Regions from separate parts of the Mus musculus genome. Here region 2 is linked to region 1. The links are chromatin contacts, called in public promoter capture Hi-C maps. All regions are on one chromosome and are shown on one strand. The core of a region is the stretch at or near the end of the contact, and the rest is flanking DNA. Distances in the headings are between cores, read along the strand shown.

Region 1 (6,758 bases), core at 2,913-5,412:
TCCCCACTTTACTTCTGATAGATTGACTTTAATTTCGTCTAGAATTCGCCCTGCCTTAACCACTTGATAACATGTGAAAAGGAACAAAAGGGCTTCTAACACTAGAAAAAATTCAAGGCCAAACATATTCCACTTTACTTCTGATAGACTGTCTTGAATTTCCTTAGAAAGTTCAAGGCCAGGCTTACCTCGTAAAGCTATACTCACTGGTACTCTCGTTCCCCAGCTGAAAAGTTCTGAATTCATACAGTTGAATCCTTCTTAACAGTCTGCTTTACGGGAACCTTTATTACCGCGACCCGCAGTTCTGGTTCTGGAATGAGGGATCTTCCTTGCGTCAGTCCCGAGTTTTTTCTCGTCCCGGAATTCGGCACCAATTGTTATTAGACGCGTTCTCACGACCGGCCAGGAAAGACGCAACAGACCAGAATCTTCTGCGGCAAAGCTTTATTCTTACATCTTCAGGAGCCAGGGTGCAGGAAGCAAGAGAGCAAGAAGCAAGAGAGAGAGAAAACGAAACCCCGTCCCTATTTTAGGAGAATTCTCCTTCGCCTCGGACGTGTCACTCCCTGATTGGCTGCAGCCCATCGGCCGAGTTGACGTCACGGGGAAGGCAGAGCACAAGTAGTCATAAGATACCCTTGGCACATGCGCAGATTATTTGTTTACCACTTAGAACACAGGATGTCAGCGCCATCTTGTAACGGCGAATGTGGGGGCGGCTCCCAACAAGTTACCCATGTGGTTCTGGTTTTGAAGGCACGAAGGGGTTGTGGAAATTGCCTCAATGGTACTTAAAGGCACAGGATAATCAAAAGGGTCATACAGAGAAGCTGAAACTTGGCACCAGGAAGAAAGACTAGGAGAGGCTATTGGTGAGAGCGCGGCCCAGTGATAGCGGAAGACCCTGCAGCCGTTTGGAGATGACTGTACCATGGGAGGACTACCAAGAACAGCAACAATCTTGGAGCAGAGCAGAGCCTAGCAGACCAGTTGTGTGTGCTGCAGAGCCAAAGCTGGAGAATTGACCCATGCCCTTTGGAAGATCCCTAGTGAATCCCAGACACTTGGATATTGAGTTGTTTATACTGATGGAGTTTGGTTTTGCTTTGTTCAGACGGTGCCTGTGCCTTTTTTTTTTTTTTTTTTTTGGTTTGTTTTTCAAGACAGGGTTTCTCTGTGTAGCCCTGGCTGTCCTGGAAATCACTTTGTAGACCAGGCTGTCCTCGAACTCAGAAATCTGCCTGCCTCTGCCTCCCGAGTGCTGGGATTAAAGGCGTGCGCCACCACGCCCTGCTGCCTGTGCCCTCTTGAAGGGAGAAAGTATCTATTTTTTTATTTGTTTTGTTTATGGAAGCCCACAGCTGAAGAGTCTTGAACTTTTAAAAAAGATTTTGGATTTTTAGAGAGAAAGGATATTTTAAAGAGAATGAAGTTGTTTTTGTTTTTTTGTTTTTGTTTTCTGAGGCAGAGTTTCTCTGTATAGCCCTGGCTGTCTGGAAGTCACTAAATAGACTAGGCTGGCCTCGAACTCAGAAATCTGCCTTCCTCTACCTCTCAAGTGCTAGGATTAAAGGCATGCGTCACCACTGCCCGGCCAAGAATGAAGTTTTTTTTTAATATTTATTTATTTATTATATTTAAGTACACTGTAGTGTGTCTTCAGACACTCCAGAAGAGAGCATCAGATTTCGTTATCGATGTTTGTGAGCCACCATGTGGTTGCTGGGATTTGAACTCAGGACCTTTGGAAGAGCAGTCGGCACTCTTAACCACTGAGCCAGCTCACCAGCCCCGAGAATGAAGTTTTAATGTGTTTGAATTTGTAAGGACTATAGGGTATTGGAGGTTATTTATGTTTTATATTTTGATATTGGTAACATGCCATCTTGGGGATAAACAAGAAAGGCAAGGTTCTAACTGAAAACTGATGTGTTTGTGAGTCAAGGGCTCAGTTGTATGGGCTAGACTTTTTTTTTTTTTAAAGATTTATTTATTTTATTTTATGTGTATGAGTAAACTGTAGCTGTATAGATGGTTGTGAGCCTTCATGTGGTTGTTGGGAGTTGAATTTTTTAGGACCTCTGCTTGCTCTGGTCAACTCTGCTCGCTCAGTCCCTGCTCCCTCGCTTGCTCACTCACTCTGGCCCAAAGATTTATTTATTGTTATATATATATAAGTACACTGCAGCTGTCTTCAGGTGCACCAGAAGAGGGCGTCAGGTCTCATTACAGACGGTTGTGAGCCACCATGTGGTTGCTGGGATTTGAACTCAGGACCTTCAGTAGAGCAGTCAGTGCTCTTACCCACTAAGCCATCTCACCAGCCCCTGTATGGGCTAGTCTTATGTCAACGTGACACAAGCTAGAGTCATCAGAAAGGGGGGAAGCTCAATTCAGAAAATAGCCCCACAAATAACTTTTTACAAAAACAATAAAAATAAAAAAATAAAAAATTGCCCCGTAAGATCTGGGTGTAGGCAAGCCTTAGGACATTTGGGTGAGGGCCTACTGTGGGTGGGGCCATCCCTGGGCTGGTGGTCCTGGGTTCTGTAAGAAAGGCTGAGCAAGCCCCGGGGAGCAAGCCAGTGAGTGGCCCCTCCCCATGGCTTCTGCATCAGCTCCTGCCACCAGGTTCCTGCTCAGTTTTTCTTGTCCTGACTGAGTTCTTATCTTGACTTCCTTGAGGATGAACCAAAGTGTGAGCTGAATAAAGCCTTCCCTCCCTCATGCTTCTTTGATCATGGTGTTTTATCACAGCAAGCGTAACCTTAACTAAGGCAGGATTCCCCAAGGGCTCCAGGTTTTGTGGAATGAAGTAGAAAGACCCCAGACCCAGGTAACTAACCAGTTCTGTGCAACAGACAGGGAAGCAGCATGGGAAGGGAGTGTTTGGGCTAAAGTTTCACACGGGCATGTATTTGCATATTGGCTGGGGGTTTTGTTTGTTTGTTTTGAGACAGGGTTTCTCTGTGTAGCCCTGGCTGGCCTGGAACTCACTCTGTAGACCAGGCTGGCCTCAAACTCAGAAATCCTCCTGCCTCTGCCTCCTAAGTGCTGGGATTAAAGGCGTGTGCCACCACTGCCTGGCTGCATTTTGGCTGTTATTAGCTGCAAAGAAATGTAAAAGCTCAGAGAGCTACTGAACAAAGTACTCCAGCATGTTTAAGACTGTAGTGAGTCCATGTGGCAATGAGCCCTGAAAGTGGCTATGTGGCTATCTCCATCATGTTATGAGCATCTATGGTTATGTGGAGAGATTTGGACTTCTCCATCTGTAGTGATAAACTACAGATGTTTGTGTTGAAGGTTTGTGCCAAGGTTCTATGAGTGTTCAAGGTAACAGCTGAACTGGTTTAAACAGAGTTAAATCAGTAAAATGGCTTCTTGTCTAGCCGAAAAGAGGGATTGTAATCGCATGATTAAATTCATTATTATAAGGAAGGGGCTCTTTTTTCCCAGGACCAGATATGACCCTTTCTGACTTCATAAACAGAAAAAAAAACTTTTTTTTTTTTTTTCTAAAAGCAACCCTTCCAGACTTAGATCTCTGGGAAAATGGAAGTAAATACTGACACAGGCTTATTTTGTTTTCCCAAGAGAGGGTTCCCAAGCGATTTCTCTAATTAGTCTAGAAAAAAAAAGTTGTTTTCAAGCTTGTTTTTCCTTTTAGATTTCAAATGAACTGAGGGTGAAATAACAGTATTGCTTTAGATTCTCCAGCTTTGGTTGGTCCATAATATTAGTACTGAGGGACTTTTAAAGATTAAGGAAGAATTGAAGAAAATACAGATAAGGCGATTTTTCAAGGGCCTCATTAAAAAATAATAAAGGGCAGAAGGTATCACCTGACCATGGCTCTAGAAAAATTTAGTGGGTAAACTAATGGGGAGGAAATTGTATGATTGCCTCTAGTCTGGTTCTATAGCGCTAAAAACGCGGGAGCTTCGTGCCGGAGATAGGACCCAGGCTTCCCCGGATCGCTTTAGAGTAACAATCACACAATTCCGCCAGGCTCCCGGAGGGGCGGTGGAGGTTACAGCTGAGCGCACCAAACAGCCAATAACAAATCAGAATCTTCCGCCTACCTCGAATTTCAACCAATCAGCGTCGGGATCTTTGGCTTGTTGGCCTGCGCGTCTGTTGCTGGGGGAAGGCGGCAAGCCTCCTCAGAGTTGCCCACAACGGACATGGCTGCGGCCCCTGGAGGCGGGGAGGTGAAGTGAGGAGGGGGCAGGGAGGGGTGAGGACGCGGGCGAGGAAGACCGTCCGAGGGGGCCCCGGTAAGTACGAGAAGGCCCGCGGCCCGAAGTGGGGAGCAAGGGGGCGTGGGGCTCGGCCTGCTGCGCCCTCTGAGTTCCTACCCGAGGCGAGGAGCGCCTGGGGTGTGCACCTAGCAAGTGGCACCAAAGGGGGTGTCTCTCTGTGCTGGAGGAGAGGGGCCGGCCGGCGCCTGCCTGCAACTCCGGGCCGGCTCCTTCCCTCACGTCCTCAAGGGTTTTTTGGTTTGTTTGTTTTCGTTTTCTCATGTCCCCTCTCTGTCCTGGCTTGCCCCTTGCCGGGGTCCCACGTCAGAAATAAAGGTTGTGTCCAACAAAGAACCCTTGGCCCAGGTCCGCCGTGGCTGGGCCCCGGGCCAGCGACTGCCAATCCTGATGCCACGAGTGTTTATTTGTAGGCCCCTGGGTGTCCCCGGCCCAAATAAAGGCGGTTTTCTGCCACAGCGCGCGCTGTGCTCGCCGCCCGGAGTGGACGGGATCTCTGCACCCGCCCGCCTGCTAGACACTGCGAGGGACTTCCAGTTCAGTGCAAGGCTGCGATGTTGCAGTTGGGGCGTGCTTCCCCGATTTTAGAGTCACATAAAGATGCTTCGGAAGCCAGCGTAGCACCACAGCCTTTGCAGTTCTGTAAAGCAGTTTCCCTGTTTTTTCCCTACCGCGAAACCCTACAGTTAAAAGCCTTGGGGGAAGGTTCAGTACCTAAAGCAACAACAAATAAGAGTGACGGAGGGAATAGAAAAGTTTGACGGTCACTTTCAGAGTCAGACCATTGTACAGTGTAGGCTCATCCTGGAGAACGAATTAGCAGTTCAGACAGAGTCCCCGGACACTCTGCAGTGGAATGTCACCGGCTGTATTCGCTGTCACTTCTCTCTTGGCAGAATTACAAGCAGGGGAACCTAGAGTCTGGCGAGCACTGCATTAACAAGCTACCTCTTTGATAATCAGTACCCCCAGGTAGTTTGAGAGGTAACTGCCCTTGAACGCCCGCCTCTGCACATTCCACTTGGTATAAGACCTCAATAGATGGTTAGAAGACAGGCAGGAGGCTGGCCAGGCCACAAGAGGGAAAGAAATCAGAAAACACTTGACATTTCTATTTTAAGTGGCTAGGAAGTGCCAGCTCCCAGGGAAGAGAGTCAACCTCAACCGTTTGGAAGGCTTACCTCCTGAAGAACGAATTAGCAATAAAGGTCACAGTCCTTGTGCTCCTCCCTGCTCCTTTCCCCTAAATTGGACTCCAGAATCAATTTCTATACAGCAGTCAGATGCTTACTGCCGACACGCTAGGTATTATTTAACCTGTCGTGGTCAGTGAGCTGGAAAGACCTTCGGGGCCTCTAAGGACACCCCTGATTTCCGAGTGAGAAGGCTCCTGGTCTCCCACTGCACCTTGCGGTAACCGGTAACCCCGTGTCGGTGGTTTTTATTCCGTTGCTATTGTGTCTGTGTTCTGTTCACTGCGCTGTCTTCCATGGCTGAAAAGATAAGTTTCTGTAATAGGGTTTGAAAGTCTAGTTTGCAGGCGGGCTTAAGTGAAGTAAAGGTTAGGCCGCTGCAGAATCGGAAAGTTTTCCTTCCAGAAGACTCAGCCATTGTGGTTTGGTGATCAGGGGTTTGTATAATCATCAGCTTGGCCTGCGGCTGCCGGCTTGGTAGTAAACAGTGCTGGTCACATGGTGTGGGAAGGAGGGAAAGGGCCAGATTTCAACCCAACCTTGACGCTCTCTCCTCCCTAACCCTGGTACATCTCACTATGGAGTTGTTTTTGGTTTTTGTTTTTTCAAGACAGGGTTTCTCTGTGTAGCCCTGGCTGTCCTGGAACTCACTTTGTAGACCAGGCTGGCCTCGAAGTCAGAGATCCTCCTGCCTCTGCCTCCCGAGTGCTGGGATTAAAGGCGTGCTCCATCACTGTCCGGCCACTGATAGAGTTTTAACATAATCGTGTGATCTCGGTTTTTATAATTTCGGGATCCACTGGAAGAAGACTCTTGTGCTAAGCAGCCTTCCTTTGCGGGAAGTTCTCAGAACCTACCGGGAAACGAGGAAAGACGTTATTGATGAGAGACACAGAGGCGTATAAACCTGCCCTGGGCTGCAGCAAACTCAAAAGACAGCAGCACCGCTTTGGGAATGTTAGGCAGAGCCAGAGTTTGCTGGGTTTTTCTTTTTAGTAGTGGTGAAATAATGCATTTCCTGAGACTTAGCACAAGATCTGTGGCAGTTAGTACATTTGTGTTATTGTAAGACCACCACTGCCACCCATTTCTAAAGATTTATTTATTATATGTAAGCACACTGTAGCTGTCTTCAGACACTCTAGAAAAGGGCATCAGATCCCATAACAGATGGTTGTGAGCCACCATGTGGTTGCTGGGATTTGAACTCAGGTCCTCTGGAAGAGCAGTCAGTGCTCTTAACCGCTGAGCCATCTCTCCAGCCCCACATTACATTTTCTGTCTCTGTTGTTTTTGAATG
Region 2 (6,758 bases), core at 1,441-3,940, 580 kb after region 1:
ACCATTTACAGGTTTGCACCCGGGAGCTCAGAAAGGTAGTGTGGCCCTAGGACGGAGATGGGGGCGTGGGGCTTTTCTATTAAGTGAGGCCAGCTAACTGTATATTGCAGTCCTGAGTCCAACTTACAAATGGCCAAAGTCAGCCTCAGATTCAGCGAGCCTAAGACACGAAGAAAGTCCTTAATAGCACATATGCTAGGAGGAAGCAGGTACTGATTGCTTATTTTGCATGAGTGGTCTGGTGTGAGGCTATATAGTAACAGGCCTCAGTACAGCCCTGGGAAAGGAAGGGTACAGGGTCTTGCCCACAGGCTCTCCACTCCTGAGCATGAGTCCAAGGAGTTTCTTCCCCTCTGCAGGTGGCACTCTGGGGCGTGGGAAAGAGGATCAGGGAAGAGACCCCAGGTCAAATGAGTGGTCTGTTCAGTTATATAATTTGGTAGATGTCATACCTATTCCTCAATGTTTATGGGGCAGGACTCCGGAGCTGCGGCTGTTCAGTAGGAGAGACCAAAAGCAAATGGTAAACAAGAGAGAAGACACACAAGCGCACACAAGTCAAACAGCAGCAGCCTCATCACTACCACCAGGGTCACTGCTGCCAGCATCCATGACTCAGGGCCTAACGCTGTCCCGACCAAACTCACACACGTCCTTAAGCAGCATCTCCCACCCAGGAACTCCGGTCAGGGCTCCAGGTTGCCTGCAGAACAGTCTAGGCTGCAGATGGGCCATGTGCAATGAAGGGACATGGCGAGGGAACGAGATGTCCTTTGCCCTGGGGAGGAGCCACAGGATCTATGGTGGCCCTCACATGCTTGCCTCTCCACAGCCCACTCACAAGGCAGCCTGGATCCCGAGGAGATGTCTGAGTGTGCCCTCCCATCTGCCTGGATCCAGGCTCTCTGGCAAGAAAATGGAGCTTGGAGACTAGAACCCCTTCCAGGGGAGGGACAGTGGTGCTTTGTATTTGGTTCCCTTTTGGGGAATCAGAAATGAGAGGAAGAGACCTCCAGAGGCCGCTTTAGGGACACTTGGCATACCTCTCTGCTGCCTCTACTCATGTGCGGATTAACTTACGGGCTAGAGTAGTTAAAATATGCTTATTCTGTAACTTAGATTTCCCCTCAGAGTGTGCACTGCAGACATCTCATTTTAAAAACAAGAGTCTGGGGTTTCACTTTGTAGCCGTCATTGGCCTGGAACTTGATATGTAGATCCAGGCTCCCCTCAAACTCAGAAAATCTGCCTGGCTCCACCTTCTGAGTGCTGGGATGAAAGGTATGCATGACCACATCTGTTTTTTTTTTTTAATGATTTATTTTTTATCTTATGTGCATTGGTGTTTTGCCTGCATGTATGGCATGCCTGTGTGAGGGTGTTGGATCCTCTGGAACTGGAGTTATAGACAGTTGTGAGGCACCACTTGGGCGCTAGGATTTGAACTCAGATCCTCTGGAAGAGCAGTCAGTACTCTTAACCACAGAGCCATCTCCCCAGCCCCACATGACTGCATCCTATATCATGAGGCTTGAAGACAGGAGTGGGTTTCACTTCAGGTCTCTATTTGTTTAGATTTTACTGCACAGGTCTACTCCTGTGTCACTCAATCATGTATGTAGTTTCACTGAAAGTCCCTTGTCTCTTCCTTACCCATCACATAGCCTACCCAGCACCTTGTGAGCATGCTCACTGCCCCACACACTCTCCTGCTAGCCACGGACTGCTCTTTGAAGCCACACAGACTGCAGGGTCATAGAGTTCCAGCTCTTATCACAGCGCCTGTCAAGTTAGGCTCTAGCATAAGGAACCAGAAAGATGGCCTCAGTCTTGGGCCTTTGAAGCCCTGGAAGCTTCTTGGGGACTGGGGGGGGGGGGGGGGGGGAGAGGAGTCGGAAGGCACAGACCCTCTCCAAGGCCCTCACACACGTAAGGATGGTGATGATGGCTTTCTTGGTAGAGGGTGACACACACAATCTAAGCACCCTGTGCCCTTCTCGGCCTTCCCCTGTCTGCTCTTCATGAAGGGGGTGGCACCTATTGAAGAGGCACAGACTGCAGGGGCAGGGTCTGTGGGAAGTGCTCCTCACAGGAGAAAAGAGCATTAAAGAACAGAGAGGCTCGAGCCAGCCCTCAGCTCTCACGGCCGGGTCAGATGAGCATGCCGTGGAGGAGTGTGAACTTAGTCCGGAGAGGCTACACACGACTCTCCTGGCTTTGACCCAGGAGATAAACAGACACCTCCGAGTACCTTGGCACCTTTGCTACTGGTGTGATTCTAACAGATGCAGCAGAGGGGACACGCTTCCTCTCCACAAGAGCCCTTGGACTTTTGCTACAGAGACTTAATTCGAATAGACTTAAGAGCTGTTTATACCCGAGTCTCTCTCCTGACCCTGCCACAGGTGACTGATTCCATGTTTGGCCAAACTGGGAGCTCCGTTTAATCTCAAACCTGCTGACCCTAGACATTCCCATACGGAAGGCGTGCTGCTCGCTGCCCGCTTACGCTGCTGTGTCCGTGCTGCCTCCTCCCTGTAAGTGAGGATGCACTGCGCTGACAAGCAGGGTGATGGGAAGGGGGCTTGGCGAGGAGGAAGCAGAAAGAACAAGCCTGGTCTCCATGGCGCCGTGGGCTCCAACAGTGGCAGCAGCTCCCTCTGCCAAAAGCGGGGCTCAGCCTAGAAGCCCTTGAGGAAAGGCTGGCCGGCAGAAAGCCACCACAGACCCAGGCAGGGCTAGGCACAGGCACCATCTTCACCCTCTGACCAACCGAGGCTGCCTATCCCGGTCTTTGCCACAGAAGCGTGTCTGTTTTTGTTGAACAGCTCCCACGGGTTTTCTCTTTAGAACTCAGTGTATTGCGCATCGGCCCTTGTCAGTTAGGAACTGGAAGCTTGTCTAGAGCCCTAGCGAGAGCCCCTCAAATGCGCACACCAGTGAGTAAGCTTGGTGCTGGTCGGGCTGAGCAGAGGCAGGAGGCCAGTGCTGGCACAGCGTGAACATGAACTTTCACACAAGTCAGAAAACAGAAATGAGTTTAAAAATGAGCAAACCAGACAGACAGACAGACAGACAGACCTACACTTGGCATAAAGACATGGAACATAAATGGACGGATGGAAGCAAGGCCAGGAGTGGGAAGGCAGGGGTGAGCGTGCCTGGTCTCCAGCAGCTCCAGCCCAGCCTTAACTGGGCAGGAGGTGGCCATATGGATCAACGCCCTCCACCATGCTTGGACAGGAAGGGAGAGCGCCTGGGGCCTGTGCGGGAGAAGCAGGTGACCTGATGCTGTCTCTCAGGTCTCACGGAAGCCCGGGACCTGGGCAGTATCTTCAGGACAAACTAAAGAGAGAAAGGCTGGAGAAAGTTTCTCCCGAGCAACTGGCTTCCCTTGCCGCAGGCTTGCATGGGGCCAGGGCCTGCTGGGACCATGGGTGGCACAGGCTGAAGGAGAGTGGCAGCCACAGAAGGCCCTGCGGCTTAACACTTCAGCTACTTCGCTGAGCGAGTAAAGCACTGGACCCCGGAGTGGCTGTTCTGAAGCTGAAGCAGGTCCTCAGTGGGGGACACTGCGGGGACGATCCAGGGAAGTGTAAGGGACATCTGTCCCAGGCAGGGTCTTGGCTGCTGCAGGATGGGCACACTGAAGTCAGTGCTCAACTGTGACTTATTTTATTTTGGGGTTTTCAAGACAATTTCTCTGTGTGGCTTCGGCTGTCACGGAACTTGGTCTGTAGACCAGGCTGGCCTCGAACTCAGAAATCCGCCTGCCTCTGCCTCCCCAGTGCTGGGATTAAAGGCGTGCGCCACCACACCAAGCTTGATTTTATTTTTTGAGAGACTAGGTAGGTCTTGTTACGTAGCTCCTGGCCTGCAGCTTGCAATGATGGGGCTGCCTCTGTTTGCCAAGTGTGGGGTTGTAGGCATGGGCTAGCATGCGTGGGCTTGAATGTACAATTAGCATGGCTGCTTTGCAGACTGTGTTTGAGGTCAGAGAAAGAAACAGGGCACGCTGAGAAGTTGGGGCCTTAGAGAACCAAGTCATCCCCGCCCTCTGCCTTCTCCGCTGGGATCCGAGTCTTGCACGTGTGATCACTGGAGACCTAAGGCTCGTCGGATCAGAAAGCCATTCACTGACCTACAGATGCTTTTAGATTTCCTTGTGATCCTCAAACGTACGTCCCTGGAAGAGCTACGGTTTCTATTCTAAAAGCTGAGGCTTCTTTTCCAAGGCCTCCACGGGGAGAGCGGGGGCGAGCGGAGGGGCGTCTCCCACCAAGTTCATGTTCAGCACACTGCCACTCACCGGGTAAGCAGACCTCAGAGCACAGCTTATTGTCCAGTGCTTTCACGCTTGCGACGTCAAAGTCATTGTTATTGTCACACTCCATGCCTAGAAATGCGCATGTCCTCTGGCCTGTAACGGAGTTAATGCAGTTAGACAGGGGCTGGCTAGGATTTCTCTACTTCGCTGTCCTTAAAAAAAAAAATAAAAGTTTTAAGATGGAGACAAAAAGTAAAAAAATAAAATAAAATCATGTGTCAAAAAAAAAAAGACGATAAAATCAAGTAAAGAGTGGACAGAAGAACCGAGTTGTGTGGGCATGTCGGGTTCTCGCGGGCACCCTGGTTTGTGAACTGAGTTGTGTGGGCATGTCGGGTTCTCGCGGACACCCTGGCTCATTTCTTTAGGTGCCCCTTTCTAGTTGTTCCTTAATAAGTCTGGTTCCTATGGAAGGCTGCCAGACATAGGTCAGAAGGGCAGCTGCACCCGGGCTAGCCTGATGACACTGAGGCCTGAGGCCCTGAGGTGATGACACTGTGGCCTGAGGCCCTGAGGTGAGATGGTCCCCTGTTCAGGCCTGTGACTCCCAGGCATGAGTGAGGTGTGCTTATGACCGAAGGGCCTGCAGAAGCAGACACAGTGCACTACTCATGGCTCTGGGTTGCGCAGTTCTGCACAGCACATCGGAATGACTGTTCACAGAATGGTGATTTTCACTCTCAGGAGGCTGAGGCTGTTTGTTACTGGAGGTTCTCAGAGACTGCCCAGAGAGCTGAGGTCATATGAAAGGACAAGGGAGAGTTGTAGGCATTATTGTTTTTTAAACTCCTCCTTTCTTTCTCAGTGAAAAGAAAGGAGGCAAACCCTCCATGGAGACTATGAAGAGGTGAGTGCCAACAAGCTGGCCACCATGTGCATCTTAGAAGAAAAGGTTCCTTGGGGAAGCCATGTTGGGTTCTGAAATCTCTTGAGAGGCAGGGAAGCTCCTAGCCCTGGGCAGATGTGCTCCCTGGGAGCAGTCAAGCCGGCATGCACCCCTGACACCCCTCAAGCAATGGCAATGGCCCGTGCTAAAGCAGGAGCATCTAGGATGACCTCTGCTGGAGCAACCGTATCCAGGGCTACTGTACGCAGGCCGCGGCACACATCTGCCTGGGAGCAGAGAGGACAGGGAGTCTGGCTTCTGGGATGGGCAGAGTGACTTCCCTAACCACCCCTCTTCCTCCTCCCAAGGCCTGCAGGGCATGCTGCGTTTCCAGGCTCACTGGAGACAAATCTAACTGAAGAGCAAACCACAGCCTGTGGTGCTGCCCCCCACCCCAGCCAGCCCTGCAGGGGGCCGTGCTTCAAGTCAGCCACATCCTTGAGACAAGGGAGCTGCTGGCCGACCTCTTAGGTGTTCTCCACTAAAGCCAACCAGACAAGCTACCAGAGTCCTGCCTCTCATGTGGAAGAGACCACTACTCCACTTGGGGTTAGGGCAGCCCAAGGGCTCAGCTAGAGAGCTGCCACACGTGGTGTCCTCTGCGGCACCATCCACGCCACCCCCACCCTGTGGAGTCTGTGTCTCAGCAGGAGCTTAGCATGTCACTAAGGTCACCGATATCCCATTTGCCTGACAGCATCTCCCACAGCGGAGCACCGCCACTAAAGCCACAGTCATCCTTCCTTCCTTCCCCCCTTAGCAGTACCCAGAAAGGCAGCATGAGTGAGAGCAGGGACAGATCTTTTACCATCTTCTCGCACAGGTGATCTGTCCTCTTCCTCTATGATATCATTTCCCTAGGACACAAGAAAAGCCCCATGAGTCTACCGTTAGAGGCACCAAGCACAGACAGGACAAATCACGTCCTGCCCGCCGTCATGATTTCCACGGTCTACCTCCACAGCACATACTTCCCACCATGGCCAGGGGATGCTTGATCAACTTCAAGTCTATGCTTAGGATGGGTTGTAAGAAATACGCTTATACTAAAGTACAAATAAGAGTTAAATTAAGCAAATAAAAATCAGGTATGGGCATAGGCCTATAATTTCAGGACCTGGGAGACAGAGGCAGGGAGGTCACCTGAAGTAAAAAGCCAGCTTGGTTCAGGCAGTGGTGGCGCATGCCTTTAATCCCAGCACTTGGGAGGCAGAGGCAGGTGGATTTCTGAGTTCGAGGCCAGCCTGGTCTACAGAGTGAGTTCCAGGACAGCCAGAGCTACACAGAGAAACCCTGTCTCAAAACAAAACAAAACAAAACAAAACAAAACAAAACAAAACAAACAAAAAAAGCCAGCTTGGTCTACAACGGCAGTTCTAGGCCAGACTGAATACTTAGGGGGTATACATAGTTAAGCCCTGTCTCAAACCAGCAAATGAGACAAAATATAATAGAATATAAAAATCATGAGGTCACAAAGCTTTCAGAAATTCATCATTGGCCAATTACTACCCAATGTCCTGAGAGGCCCTCTGAGAAGGAAAG

The links. Promoter capture Hi-C pulls out the DNA fragments that hold promoters and counts their contacts.
Region 2: a contact with region 1 is called in a promoter capture Hi-C map of hippocampal neurons, with 2.2 times the contacts expected there. The contact joins the enhancer-like site here to the promoter of Tmem94 in region 1. A contact is called at or near these places in 3 of 39 promoter capture datasets (hippocampal neurons, liver and pre-B cells).

The regions. Positions count from the first base shown.
Region 1 is chr11:115,761,271-115,768,028 of GRCm38.p6, forward strand. Tmem94 (transmembrane protein 94) reads left to right here and starts at 4,163. Exons shown (of 32, transcript NM_028014.3): 1 at 4,163-4,283.
Region 2 is chr11:116,339,886-116,346,643 of GRCm38.p6, forward strand. Rnf157 (ring finger protein 157) reads right to left here. Exons shown (of 19, transcript NM_027258.1): 17 at 6,022-6,070; 18 at 4,310-4,420. Among named protein-coding and RNA genes, the nearest start is that of Foxj1, 7.9 kb to the left of the region's middle. Within about 2 kb of position 2,691, at least 14 of the 459 cell types and tissues checked have an H3K27ac peak or open chromatin away from gene starts, as enhancers often do. A contact at or near this core is called in hippocampal neurons, where this site is marked.